4 separate regions of the Sus scrofa genome follow, and all the other regions are linked to region 2. Evidence: chromatin contacts called from public HiChIP or PLAC-seq data. All regions are on one chromosome and are shown on one strand. Each heading gives the region's core, a stretch centred on a gene start, on an enhancer-like site or on the middle of the called end of the contact. The rest is flanking DNA. Distances are from core to core; before and after follow the strand shown. Region 1 has its middle 23 kb from the start of TARBP1. Region 2 has its middle 140 kb from the start of TOMM20. Region 3 overlaps LOC110256752 (a long non-coding RNA gene). Region 4 overlaps LOC102158473 (a long non-coding RNA gene).

The links. HiChIP or PLAC-seq counts read pairs in DNA pulled down with a chosen protein or histone mark.
Region 1: a contact with region 2 is called in an H3K27ac HiChIP or PLAC-seq map of skeletal muscle, with 18 times the contacts expected there. The contact joins two enhancer-like sites. A contact is called at or near these places in 1 of 5 promoter capture datasets (liver), 14 of 47 Hi-C or Micro-C datasets (alveolar macrophages, embryonic fibroblasts, fetal heart ventricle and 8 more) and 2 of 2 datasets of contacts at active chromatin or transcription factors (alveolar macrophages and skeletal muscle).
Region 3: an H3K27ac HiChIP or PLAC-seq map of skeletal muscle shows a contact between it and region 2. The contact joins two enhancer-like sites. A contact is called at or near these places in 1 of 5 promoter capture datasets (liver), 5 of 47 Hi-C or Micro-C datasets (embryonic fibroblasts, liver, omental adipose tissue and 2 more) and 2 of 2 datasets of contacts at active chromatin or transcription factors (alveolar macrophages and skeletal muscle).
Region 4: an H3K27ac HiChIP or PLAC-seq map of skeletal muscle shows a contact between it and region 2. The contact joins two enhancer-like sites. A contact is called at or near these places in 5 of 47 Hi-C or Micro-C datasets (liver and skeletal muscle) and 2 of 2 datasets of contacts at active chromatin or transcription factors (alveolar macrophages and skeletal muscle).

What each region holds. Positions count from the first base shown.
Region 1 is chr14:56,645,446-56,648,145 of Sscrofa11.1, reverse strand. No RefSeq gene overlaps it. Among named protein-coding and RNA genes, the nearest start is that of TARBP1, 23 kb to the left of the region's middle. Within about 2 kb of position 1,380, at least 55 of the 83 cell types and tissues checked have an H3K27ac peak or open chromatin away from gene starts, as enhancers often do. A contact at or near this core is called in alveolar macrophages, embryonic fibroblasts, fetal liver and 7 more, where this site is marked.
Region 2 is chr14:56,249,094-56,251,797 of Sscrofa11.1, reverse strand. No RefSeq gene overlaps it. Among named protein-coding and RNA genes, the nearest start is that of TOMM20, 140 kb to the right of the region's middle. Within about 2 kb of position 1,272, at least 69 of the 83 cell types and tissues checked have an H3K27ac peak or open chromatin away from gene starts, as enhancers often do. A contact at or near this core is called in alveolar macrophages, embryonic fibroblasts, fetal liver and 7 more, where this site is marked.
Region 3 is chr14:56,606,221-56,608,924 of Sscrofa11.1, reverse strand. It overlaps LOC110256752 (a long non-coding RNA gene), which reads right to left. Exons shown (of 2, transcript XR_002338680.1): 2 at 923-1,248. LOC106506002 (a long non-coding RNA gene) reads left to right here. Exons shown (of 3, transcript XR_002338684.1): 3 at 1-192. Among named protein-coding and RNA genes, the nearest start is that of IRF2BP2, 62 kb to the right of the region's middle. Within about 2 kb of position 1,449, at least 28 of the 83 cell types and tissues checked have an H3K27ac peak or open chromatin away from gene starts, as enhancers often do. A contact at or near this core is called in liver, omental adipose tissue, skeletal muscle and 1 more, where this site is marked.
Region 4 is chr14:56,515,528-56,518,268 of Sscrofa11.1, reverse strand. All of the region lies in intron 1 of LOC102158473 (a long non-coding RNA gene), which reads left to right. It overlaps LOC110256878 (a long non-coding RNA gene), which reads right to left. Exons shown (of 3, transcript XR_002338951.1): 3 at 1,883-2,317. Among named protein-coding and RNA genes, the nearest start is that of IRF2BP2, 29 kb to the left of the region's middle. Within about 2 kb of position 1,403, at least 10 of the 83 cell types and tissues checked have an H3K27ac peak or open chromatin away from gene starts, as enhancers often do. A contact at or near this core is called in liver and skeletal muscle, where this site is marked.

The sequences.
Region 1 (2,700 bases), core at 131-2,630, 400 kb before region 2:
CAGCGCTATTCTCAGTAGCCAAGACTTGGAAGCAACCTAAATGTCCATCAGCAGAGGACACATATCTACAATGGAATATGACTCAGCCATAAAAAAGAAGGAAAGAATGCCTTTTGTAGCAACATGGATGGATATAAAGATTATCATACTTTGTGAAGTTAGACAGTGAAAAAACAAATATCATATAATATAACTTTTATGTGGAATATAAAATATCACACAAATGAATTTATCTATGAAACAGAAACCGACCCACAGACATAGAGAATCAACTTGTGGTTGCCAAGGGGAAGGAGGGCTGAGGGAGGGATGGAGTAGGAGAGTGGGGTTAGCAGATGCAAACTATTCTAGATAGAATGGATAAACAAGGTCCTGCTGTACAGCGTGGGGAACTAGGTTCAATATCCTGTGATCAAACACAATGAAAAAGAATATATATGTATAACTGAATCACTGTGCTGAACAGCAGAAATTAACACAACATTGTGAATCATCTACACTCCAATAAAATAAATTAAGCAATGAGATCCTGCTGTATAGCATAGGGAACTATACATAGTCACTTATGATGGAACATCATGGAGGATAATATGAGAAAAAGAATATATATATATGGATGACTGGATCTCTTTGTTGTACAATAGAAATGGACAGAACACTGTAAACCAATCATAATGGAAAAAATAAAAATCATTAAAAAGTAAATAAAAAGATTAAAAAAAAAAAAAAAAAAAAAGCAGCTCCAGAATACTAGCCTATTAAATTCTGCAAATCAATGGAGTCAAAGGCCGGAGAGAGCGCGCAATATCAGCTTCAGGCCACCAGATGGCGCGCGGCATCCACAGTGCTTCTGCGCCGGCCTCTGGTTGGTCCCCGCGCTGGCCCAGGGCCCAGAGAAAACGTGTTGTGCGGCTCCTCTTAGGGGAGCGCCCTGTACGGGTTTTTTTCCCCTTACACTTTAGAAAACCTGTGTATAGAAGAGCATGTGAAACACCACACTGCACAGCTGTGCTCTTCCTGTGCTGTCCTTCCAGGGGACACGTCAGCAGCATTTTCCCCTTGTCTGGAGAGTTTCAAAGCCCAGTTTCTTCTTGCATTTTTGTTCTCCCTGGATCTTGAAGTCTGTAGGACTTAGCTTCCATTTTGAAACCCACAATCCTGCTGAAATAGAATCGCTTGGAAAAAAATATCCCAAGGATTGTTTATTAGGTCAGGCAACCACATTTCTGGCACGGAAAGGAACTCTGCAGACACTTTGTTACTCTGGTATTCTGACAGCTAACACAGTGGGGTGTAAAATTTTTACGTAATCCCAAACCTCAGCCCTGAAGAGTTAATGATGTTACTCATGCCACTGGGGCATGAAAGAAAGACTCGCATTTTTGGGCGGTTACTGCTTGCCCAGCGTGGTGCAGTGAGCCATGAGGCTGAAGGCCAAGGGACTCTGGCCACCCAGGCAGTGAAATAATTCCCCAGAAATGCACTGCCTGGAGTGGAAATGCTAGGAAAGGGAACATTCATTCCAGGGCATTATGGACGGTCATTCAGTCTGAAGTTTGCTCGCCTCTCAACATGGCCAATCTCACACTTGGGACATATTACATAGATACCAGGAAATGATGGAAATCAAGCAGTGGTCAAGGCTGGGTTGTAAGCAGTGAACTCTTTCCTTCTTTTCAGTTCCAATAAGATGAATAATGAATAACCTAGTTTTTGAATGGAAAGCACATTTCAATAGATGGGTGATGCTTTCAGAAAGGCCTTTGAGAGTTTCCGTTTATTTCCTTCTTTCTTTCTCTTTCAGAAGTAGGGCCCTGGAGTGGAAGACAGAAGCGATATTCCAATAGTTGAGGGCCTACATTTTTTACCCATTCAGAGACTTGTGTGAATAAAGAAAAGCAGACTCTAATATCTACCTTGGCACCTACTATTTGCTAGGCCTTCTGTTGTATGTTTTAAAAGTACTTTATTATTTCATCTTCCTGACAATTTAGTGGTTGGCACTGGCCCAGGTTTTCAGATGAGAAACCTCAGTTCAGAGAGGTTAAGGAGCTTGCCTGAAGTCACACAGCCAGTAAATGTGAGAACTAGGAGACAGACCCAGTTATGCCTGACTTCAAAGCCTGGTTTGTTCTCTTTCACCAAGGCATGTCATGGACTCACAGAACCTTCGAGACGAGAGGGATTTGGGAATTTATTTATTTATTTATTTATTTATTTATTTATTTTTGGCCGCCACCCCCCCCCCCCCCCCCGCATGTGAAAGCTCCCTGGCCAGGGATTGAACCCACATCACAGCAGCAACCCAAGCAGCTGCAGTGACAATGCCAGGTCCTTAACCCACTGAGCCATAGAGGAACTCCTAGGAGGTCATTTAGATAAACCGTCTAAATAAGGCAGGAATTCCTTTTCCAGCATTCTCCATAAGTTGTAAGTCTATGTGTGTCTGAAATCAAAAGCTGAAGCCTAGAGAGAAATAAGAGCAAGACTTCAGAAGACAGATGGAGGGCCTAGATAAATATCCTAGATTTTGTTTCAATTTTATTTAAAAATTCAACAACACACACACACACAAGATGGCTGTAGTAGTCTCAGGTGTGAGTGCTATAATTAAAAGAGATTCAGAGGAATTCAAAACACCTTCCCATACCAGAAATGTACATTCTGGTAAAAAGCCCCCTCTCAGTGCTGGGGAAAGTG
Region 2 (2,704 bases), core at 23-2,522:
ACAGGGCCGCCCCCATCATCCTGGTGTTGTGCATTTCCCAAGAAAGAGGTTGCCACAGGGGCCGGGGAATTGCCTTCACCCTCAGAAGCCAGCGCGCGGTGCAAGGCGGTGGCCTGCGGGCAGAGCAGGCGGCACACGTGGGGCGCGGGCGCCCGGGGGCGGGGGGGGCGGTTCCGGGGGCGGGGCGGGCGGGGCCACGTGACCGCGCCCGCCGCGGGCCCCAGCTGCAGCTGCGGTCCCCTCCCGCGGGCACTTTTCCATCAGCCTGCAAGCAGCTGGATCAATTTACTCGGGCCCCAGCGCCCTGCTCCAGCGCGGGCTGAATTATTACTCATGGAAATCCCCTCTGTTTCAGGAAATCAGGTAGCTTTCAAACTGCCAGCAATTAATGGCCTTCTTGGTCCAGGGAGAATAGCAAAACAAAACAAAACAAAATAACAGACTGCAGGCTACAGGTTTCCAAACAGGCCGTTTGGTTTCTAGTAAATTAGAGGGAGTGGGCGGTCGAGGTACTAAGTAATGTTATCCTGTGGAGTGTGGTCTTCTTTGACGTCAGCAAGATGTTTCTCTCCCCCACTCTCCCCCTCCTTTCCTTCCTCTGTCTCCTTTGCCCGTCCACCCCCTCGCCTTTTTCCTCCCTCCGCCTTCCCTCTTTATGTCAAGGAGACAGATGACAGAGGGTAGCTCTGGAAAATCGCTCAGTGTTGTGCAACAGAGCTCCGAAAATTCCTACATTTTCAAAAATGAAGGCTATGGCGTGGGGTGGGGGGTGGAGACTCAGCCACCGTCTCAATTAGCCAGCCAAAACTCCATGTGACTCGGGAAAGGAGGGGAAAGGCTGCTGGAAAGGCAGCGGTCACCACCGCCGGCTGTACATTCCTCTTTTCATCTCGCCCGATTAGCAGTTCTGTCTGAGGGAACATTCTTCCTGTGGCAAAGAACACATTCTTGCCTCCAGTCCGCCTGAAATAGAATCCTGGAGAGCAGGCTGCGGCGCCCTGTTCCTGCATCCGGGGGCCCTGCCCGGGCTGCTGTGCCATGATTCCCCCCCACCCCCAGACCTCTGCCCACCCAGTTGTTTCTCCTCTCCTCACCGAAGGCAGCAACAGCTGCCCCGATGTTGACACAGAACTCTCTTGAAAAAGCATCCCAAGGCTAGGTAAGCAGCTGTAGCCTGATCCTGCTATCTTTCTATTGCCCCTTTAAATTGCTTTCGTGGGCCCCATTGTTTCAACAGGGGCTGCGGTGGACACTCCATGCCGGGTGCTCCCGCAGTCACGTGGTGAGTGTTGGTTAGAGCAGGCGGTTCCCTACGTGGCTCTTAATTGTCATGTAGCCTCAGCGAGACTGCTTGGTTTCTAGAGTAACCCGACTCGCCTTCTTTGTCCAGGCAGCTCTTTAAAAGCAGAAATCTGTCCCAGATTTCACATCAGGAAGCAGGCAGGATGGGGTAGGGAGCAGACCCGGGGTGCGCGGGGAAGGTGGGGCCGCTGGTTTTCTACCTCTGGCACGTGGTGGCTCCTCCTTCATACCTTCTCAGATCTGCACAGCCAGGGCCTCAGAGGACCTCAGAACAGGGAGTGCTTTCTAAACAGAGCCTCCGAACTGCTCTCTGCAGGCATTGAGTTCCTATGAAGAATGTATTGGTGTTGAAAAAATACATGCACACAAAAAAAGCGGAGGTCATCTGAATCTATTCAGAAATTAAGACGTGGAAACTGAAAGACTAAAGAAACCTTCCTGTGTGTAATGGGGGGGGGGGTGCATGGGAGTGTCATAAGCAGGTGACAGCACTTTGGTAAGGGCACAGGCCCAGCACACAGATCTCTTTAGTGTAAGTTTTGAGAGGAGGGGTGAATGAGCAAGGGAATGAGTAAGAGGCATGAATTTGTTTGGAACACAAAGCAAAAAAGAGCCCAGACTTCCTGGGAGGTGAGGAGGATAGGGTGGGGCAGGTCTGCCAGAAAGAACCATTTGGTTTGAAGGAGAATGGACTTCTAAAGTGTAAACTAGGAGCCCGACATAATGACAGGTGACACTAACGACATTAGTTGATGGATTAAACAGATCCGTGAAGCGGATATGGCAAGTGCATAAAGCAGCACTGCCTAGTCCTCGCGGCACCCTCCCTAGGTGGGAACCATCTGGAGAGTCTGTCAGCTCCTTGGGGCATAAGGAAGAGACTCCTGGACCCCCGGGTTTCAGGCAGACTTGAAGCAGATACAGCCCACACAGATCTTCAAGGGCGGTCCATCCACGTGGGCTCTTTGGCGGCCCTGCCAGTCTGGTCTCACCTCCACTGTAGTTTCTGCCACTGCCGAGAGAGAGGGCACCTGCTCTCCTGCTGACTTGACCGTGGAGACCCTCAAGGGAGGACTGAGATCTGATCTCCAGGCAGCAAAGTCCTGCCTGCCTCTGATGGCTCGGCTGCTGCTTCTTGCCAGCAGAAGCATAGCTTCCAAGGAAGTCTCTGAGACACGATGGCACTCCCCCTGGGAACACTTCTGGCCCTAACCTTGCTGGGTGACCTCTGGGCTCTCAGGGAAGCATCCTCCCGCCTCCTGGGATATTAAGGGATCCAGGTAGGCAGAAGTGATGCCCAGGGGCCTCTCTCCCCAGGTCTCTCTCAGCTTTGAGAGAGGAGCAAGGAACAGAGGTTTCTCCCAATCGGCGTGATTATCCTAGACATTCTAGTTGATGACGC
Region 3 (2,704 bases), core at 200-2,699, 360 kb before region 2:
TGATGTCTGCAATACCTTTCGAACTCGCCTCCTAACTATAGTCACATGTGTTTTACACATCAGAGGTGTTCCTGAAAAGTCAGGTGTGAATCCATATGCGACACGGAATTATGTTTCAGACATTCTAGGGATACTTCTTTTCTTTTCTTTTTTTTTTTTTAGCTTTTTGGCTTTTTGGCTTTTAGGACTGTGGCATATGGAGGTTCCCAGGCTAGGGGTCTGATCGGAGCTGCAGCTGCTGGCCTTCACCACAGCCAGAGCGACGTGGGATCCGAGCCGTGTCTGCAACCTACACTACAGCTCACGGCAGCGCCAGATCCTTAACCCATTGAGCAAGGCCAAGGATCGAATCCACATCCTCATGGATGCTAGTCGGGTTTGTTAACCGCTGAGCCATGATGGGAACACCAAGGGATACTTCTGACTTGGAGGAACTAGGTATCAGTGAAGAAGCTACAGAGAAAGCTTAATGCCCAAGACAGCTCATTCTGATGCCCCCTCCACCTCCAGCCTAGGCTGAGCCTTTGAGGACACTGTCAGCCTCAGCAGCGTCTCTGTTTCGTTGCTGGGTCTGAGAAGGAAAGGGCTAGTCCTAGAGAAGGGTCAACGGCAGGCTGTTGTGTTCCCCAGCAGCAAAACAGAGGAGGCTGGAGGAAACCACCCAAGCGCCAAGCTCTGCAGAGGGCAAGTGAAGTCGGAGTCTAAAAACAAAAAGTGGCGGAGCCCATCTCCTTGGAGCTGTTTATATTACATAACTCAAATAAACACAGCAGTGCAGGAATGGTTCCCTTGGCGGGGGCCGGTACCGCAGGGCCCAGAGGCGAACAAAAGGCATCTCCCCAGCCCCTGGTCAGAAATGGCTTCTTTAAAACAACAACAGCAACAGCAGCAGTAATAGTAACAATACTCAAGGACACACCAGGCCAATTCAGGAGGCTATCCTGAATAAATTAAGTAGAGGAATCATTCTAATTAGGACTCAAGAGGTGACTTTTTTTCCTTTTGGCTTCGGAGATAAATCCTCATCAGCAAAGTTGATGCCAGAATGGCTATTTTCCTTTGCAAAGGAGGGAAGTGAGGCCCTTGGCCCTGCTGTGAAATCCAGCAGGAGCACAGAGGCCGCTTTCTCAGGCACTGGACAGGCGTCTGACTTTCCGACTTCAATCCCCTTGTCAGCCTGGGGCACTGCTGGGGGCGGGCGGTGGGGGTCCCCAGCCTTCTGGGAAACATCAGGCTATTCCATGGAATCTGCAAGAAGAATACAAAAAAATCCAAGTTACCAACTGGGTAAAGGGACACAGGTCCACAGGTCCCGCGTTTGAACGAAATCAGAGAGTCTGGAAATTGAGAGCAGGCCAGAACCGACTGCAAGCTTTTCCGTCAGTAGCCTGCAGTCTCCCGGGACAGCAACCCCTATCATATGCCAGGGGACAAGAATAGAAAGAAAAATTGAGAACACAGCCCTGAGCACGGGCTGGTGGTATTGGTTGCCAACAGTTGCCCCATTAGTAGGCTATGGGGACATGCGAGGGAACATTTTCTGTACGAGGCTTGTGTTTAAAAATACATCTTGCTTCAAAGCTGGCTCGGGAGTGGCTGGAGAGTGAGAGTTTGCTTTTTTTGTGCTCAGTAGGTGAGCATCTTTCGGTGACTTACTGCACAGCACCCACATGCTAGGTGACAGTGACCGAGACCTCAGCCTCGCTCCCAGCAAGCTAACATCTTAGACAATTCCTGGGTGAAAGCCGCACTCCAGAAACATCCTCGGCATTGGCTTGCTGGAGGCACATGGGGCTGGGGGCAGGAGTGGAGGTTAGCTGAGGGGAACACCTCCCCACCGAGGCCTCTGACCCTTCTTATTCCATGGATGTGTCCTTGGGGGTATTTCCCTCTCCTTGTCCTTATTCTCAAAAGGAGGACACCAGCCTCTACCCACCTCCTAAGGGTGTCTGGGAGGAAGCGCTAGCAGCAATGACTTAAAAACTTTTGGCGGGTAAAGGAGTTCCCGTCGTGGCTCAGTGGTTAACGAATCCGACTAGGAACCGTGAGGTTGTGGGTTCGATCCCTGGCCTTGCTCAGTGGGTTAGGGATCCGGCATTGTCCTGAGCTGTGGTGTAGGTCACAGATGCGGCTCGGATTCCCTCGGTGGCTACAGCTCCGATTAGACCCCTAGCCTGGGAACCTTCATAAGCGGCGGGAGTGGCCCTAGAAATGGCAAAAAGACAAAACAAAAAACAAAAAACAAAAGACACCTTTGGCGGATATGAAGTTCATGATCAAGTGCTGGATGATGGCTTCCCTCACCTACCCTCCCTCATGTGTTACCTAAGCACGCATCCCCTTAAATGCTTTGCTGACAGACTGCCCTGTGGGGTGTGAAGCTGGTCTGCCAAGAAGACATCTCTGGTTCCTCCAGAGAGGTTTGCCTTTGCAGGAACCGCTGAAATCCTTCCATGTCCAAACGCATATTCTGGATAGAAAACAACAGGTGATGCACTGCAGAGGCCAAGAGGCTGTTAGGACCCGCCCATGGGTGCCTGGGTTGGGTCCCCCTTTCCCGGGGGGGTGGGGCGGGGAGATGAGAGGGGACAAATCCACATGGCAGGGTCAAGTTCAGGTCTGCCTTGAAGAAACCCTGGGGACCTCCTTCTTGAAAAACAAGTGGGACAGTGTGACAGCTGCGTAAGGAAGCCAGAGAAAAGGG
Region 4 (2,741 bases), core at 154-2,653, 270 kb before region 2:
TGTAAGTTTGTCTATGTATATGTATAGAAAATGGTTGAAAAGAACTACACCAAAATGTTAACTCATTATCTCTCGTGGCAGGATTATGAGGTTACAAGCGATTGTTTCTGGTTATTTACATTTTCTAGTATTTTAAGATTTTCCTACAGTGAGCCTGTATTACTTTTTAATGTCAGAAATATTAATTTTAAGGTTCTTATATTTATGTATATTCCTTTAAAATGATAGACTCTTTCTCCATAAGTCAGAAACCTGGACACCGAGGAGTTCTTACTATGGTGCAGTGGATTAGGAACCTGAGTGCAGTGGCTTGGGTCACTTCGAAGGCTCGGGTTCTATCCCTGGCCTGCTACATTTGGTTAAAAGAATCCAGCATTGCTGCAGCTTGGATTCAGTCACTGGCCTGGGAACTTCCATATGCCATGGGTGCAGCCATTGAAAAAAGAAGAAAAAGAAACGTGGACACCAAGTTTTGGCTTTAATGTAGTGAGCTGGAGAATTATGATTAAATACTATTTCATTGATGACTCAGTCAATGAACGAATATTTACAGAGCCCGTGTGAGTCACTCGACCAATGCTTATCTACCCCCTTTTATGTGCTGGCCATTGAATGCATGCCCAAAATGAAATCATGCCCATCTTGTCTGGACAATGATGGCAAGAAGATCCTGTTATGGGTACTCGTGAATGTCACATATCACTGAGGAATGAGACATGCCTAAAGGTTGGGCACATTTGCCCAAGCAAACTGCCAAGGAATCTAAGCCTTGCCCAAGTGTGTAAGACCCAGGCTCACCTGCTCGCCCAGCCTCACTGAAGCATGGGGCAAAGTTTTTGCAAGTTCCCATCATGATCTCCTGGATGCCTCATTTTCTGTTGTTTTGTCTCGGAAGGAAGTTCGGTTAGTCCAAGAGGCTTGGTTTGTTATACAGCTGTACAGCTCTGGACTTTCATAGCCTTCTCTTTAAGCGCTGACAACTTGATACTTTGATCAATGGTTGTTATATTTCTCTGTATGTTAGTTGGACAGGCTGATGATTTCCAAAGTCAATCCCTTCTCCTCTCCCTTTCTCTCTCCAGTTTACACATTTCTGTTTTCCAGTTGCTTTATCTACGTCTTCTAAGTATCTCAAAGTAGGAAAAAGCAGGGGCCCTGGAATTCTCCTGCCCAGTCCCTGAACAGTCGTCAGGGCTGGCTGTGCCCTTGCGTCACAGAGGACTGCTGTATGACGCCGGTGGCCTGTGTTCAGGACGTGTTGCCAAGGTCACTATAGTTTGTTAACGGGCAGCTGCCACTGGAAAGCATGCGCCTGACTGGCAACATTTCCCCACTGTTGCAGAGAGCCTCTGAGTGGCAGGGAGGCATCTAAGCAGGTGGTTTCTGCTGCAAAAGCCACCCGCCCTGGATGTGCCTTCTTCCCACTGTGGCCTTTCCCAGGCCTGGCATGTGGCTTTCCCAGACACTCAGAGAGGCCACGTGCCCATTCACATGGCAGCAGCGTGCCTGGTGATCACACTGCACATCCCAGGTCTTTACCTGTAAAGTGGCTGTTTTCCCAACCCTCCCTGCTCTTGGGAAAATGAGAGTCATTGGCAGAGATAAACATTTAAGCCTCGCTGGGAGATTTCCTGGCCCAGTGGGTTAAGAAGTGACTTTGGGATGGGGTGAAGGGGGAAGGAGTTCCCGTTGTGGCTCAGCTAGTTATGAAGCTGACTAGTACCCATAAGGATGCAGATTCGATCCCTGGCCTCACTCAGTGGGCTAAGGATGCCACATTGCTGTAGCCGAGGTGTAGGCTGGCAGCTGCAGCTCAGATTTGACCCCTAGCCTGGGCACTTCTATATGCTGCAGGTGCAGCCCTAAAAAGCAAAAATAAATAAATAAATAAAATGCCATCTCTATTTTTTGTGAGCTTCATGTTTTTAAAAACATGTGCTTAAACTTCTCAAGCCTCAGTTTCCTCACGGGAGGCAGGGGGCATGTTGCCCTCTGACCCCCTGCCTGGCTCATAGGAATCGCTCATTAAAGGGCAGCGCTGACAGATATTACACGTTCCATACATGACGAGGTTCCCACGTAAGGAGTGTGGGTGCGCGCAGGAGTCTGCCGTGTGCGAAAGGAGGGTGCAGTTGATGAGACTGACTTCCAGAGTTGCCGCAGTTCAACTTGTTTTTCCTTATGAAAATGCGAATGTGCCAACATCTCTTCTATATCACATGGGGAGGAGACTTAGCTTTTTCTTTCAGTTTTTCATCAGTTGAAAGAAAAGCTCTGGTGGCAGTGAGCCGTTGTGGAGGTCTGTCTGTGAGCTGGGCTGAAAGTACAAACCAGCGAGACAGTGAAATTTTGTGTGTTCCTTAAGTAAGCCCTCCTCCCGCTGCACTAGTAAGGTGATGTTCATTCCAACCTAGCCCCTCCATTCGTGTTTTGCTTTGTTTCTTCTCTTTCCAAGTAAAAGTATCTTTAACAATGGTTCAACTGTTCAGAAATAGAACAACTATGAGACGACTTTTAAAGGATATGAACTAATACTAATCACACAATATGTAATAATCACACATCTATATATGGCACCTATTAGCATGGCCACCGTGAAATCCCATCTCTCTTTGAGAAAGTAACCGTTCTAGAGAGTGGGGTTCTGGGCCATTGAGAGCTTGACGTTCAAAGCAAAAGAATGAGGAGTGAAGGAAGAAAAGGAAGGGAAAAGAAAGGAAAGGAAAGACATTTTGAGCAGA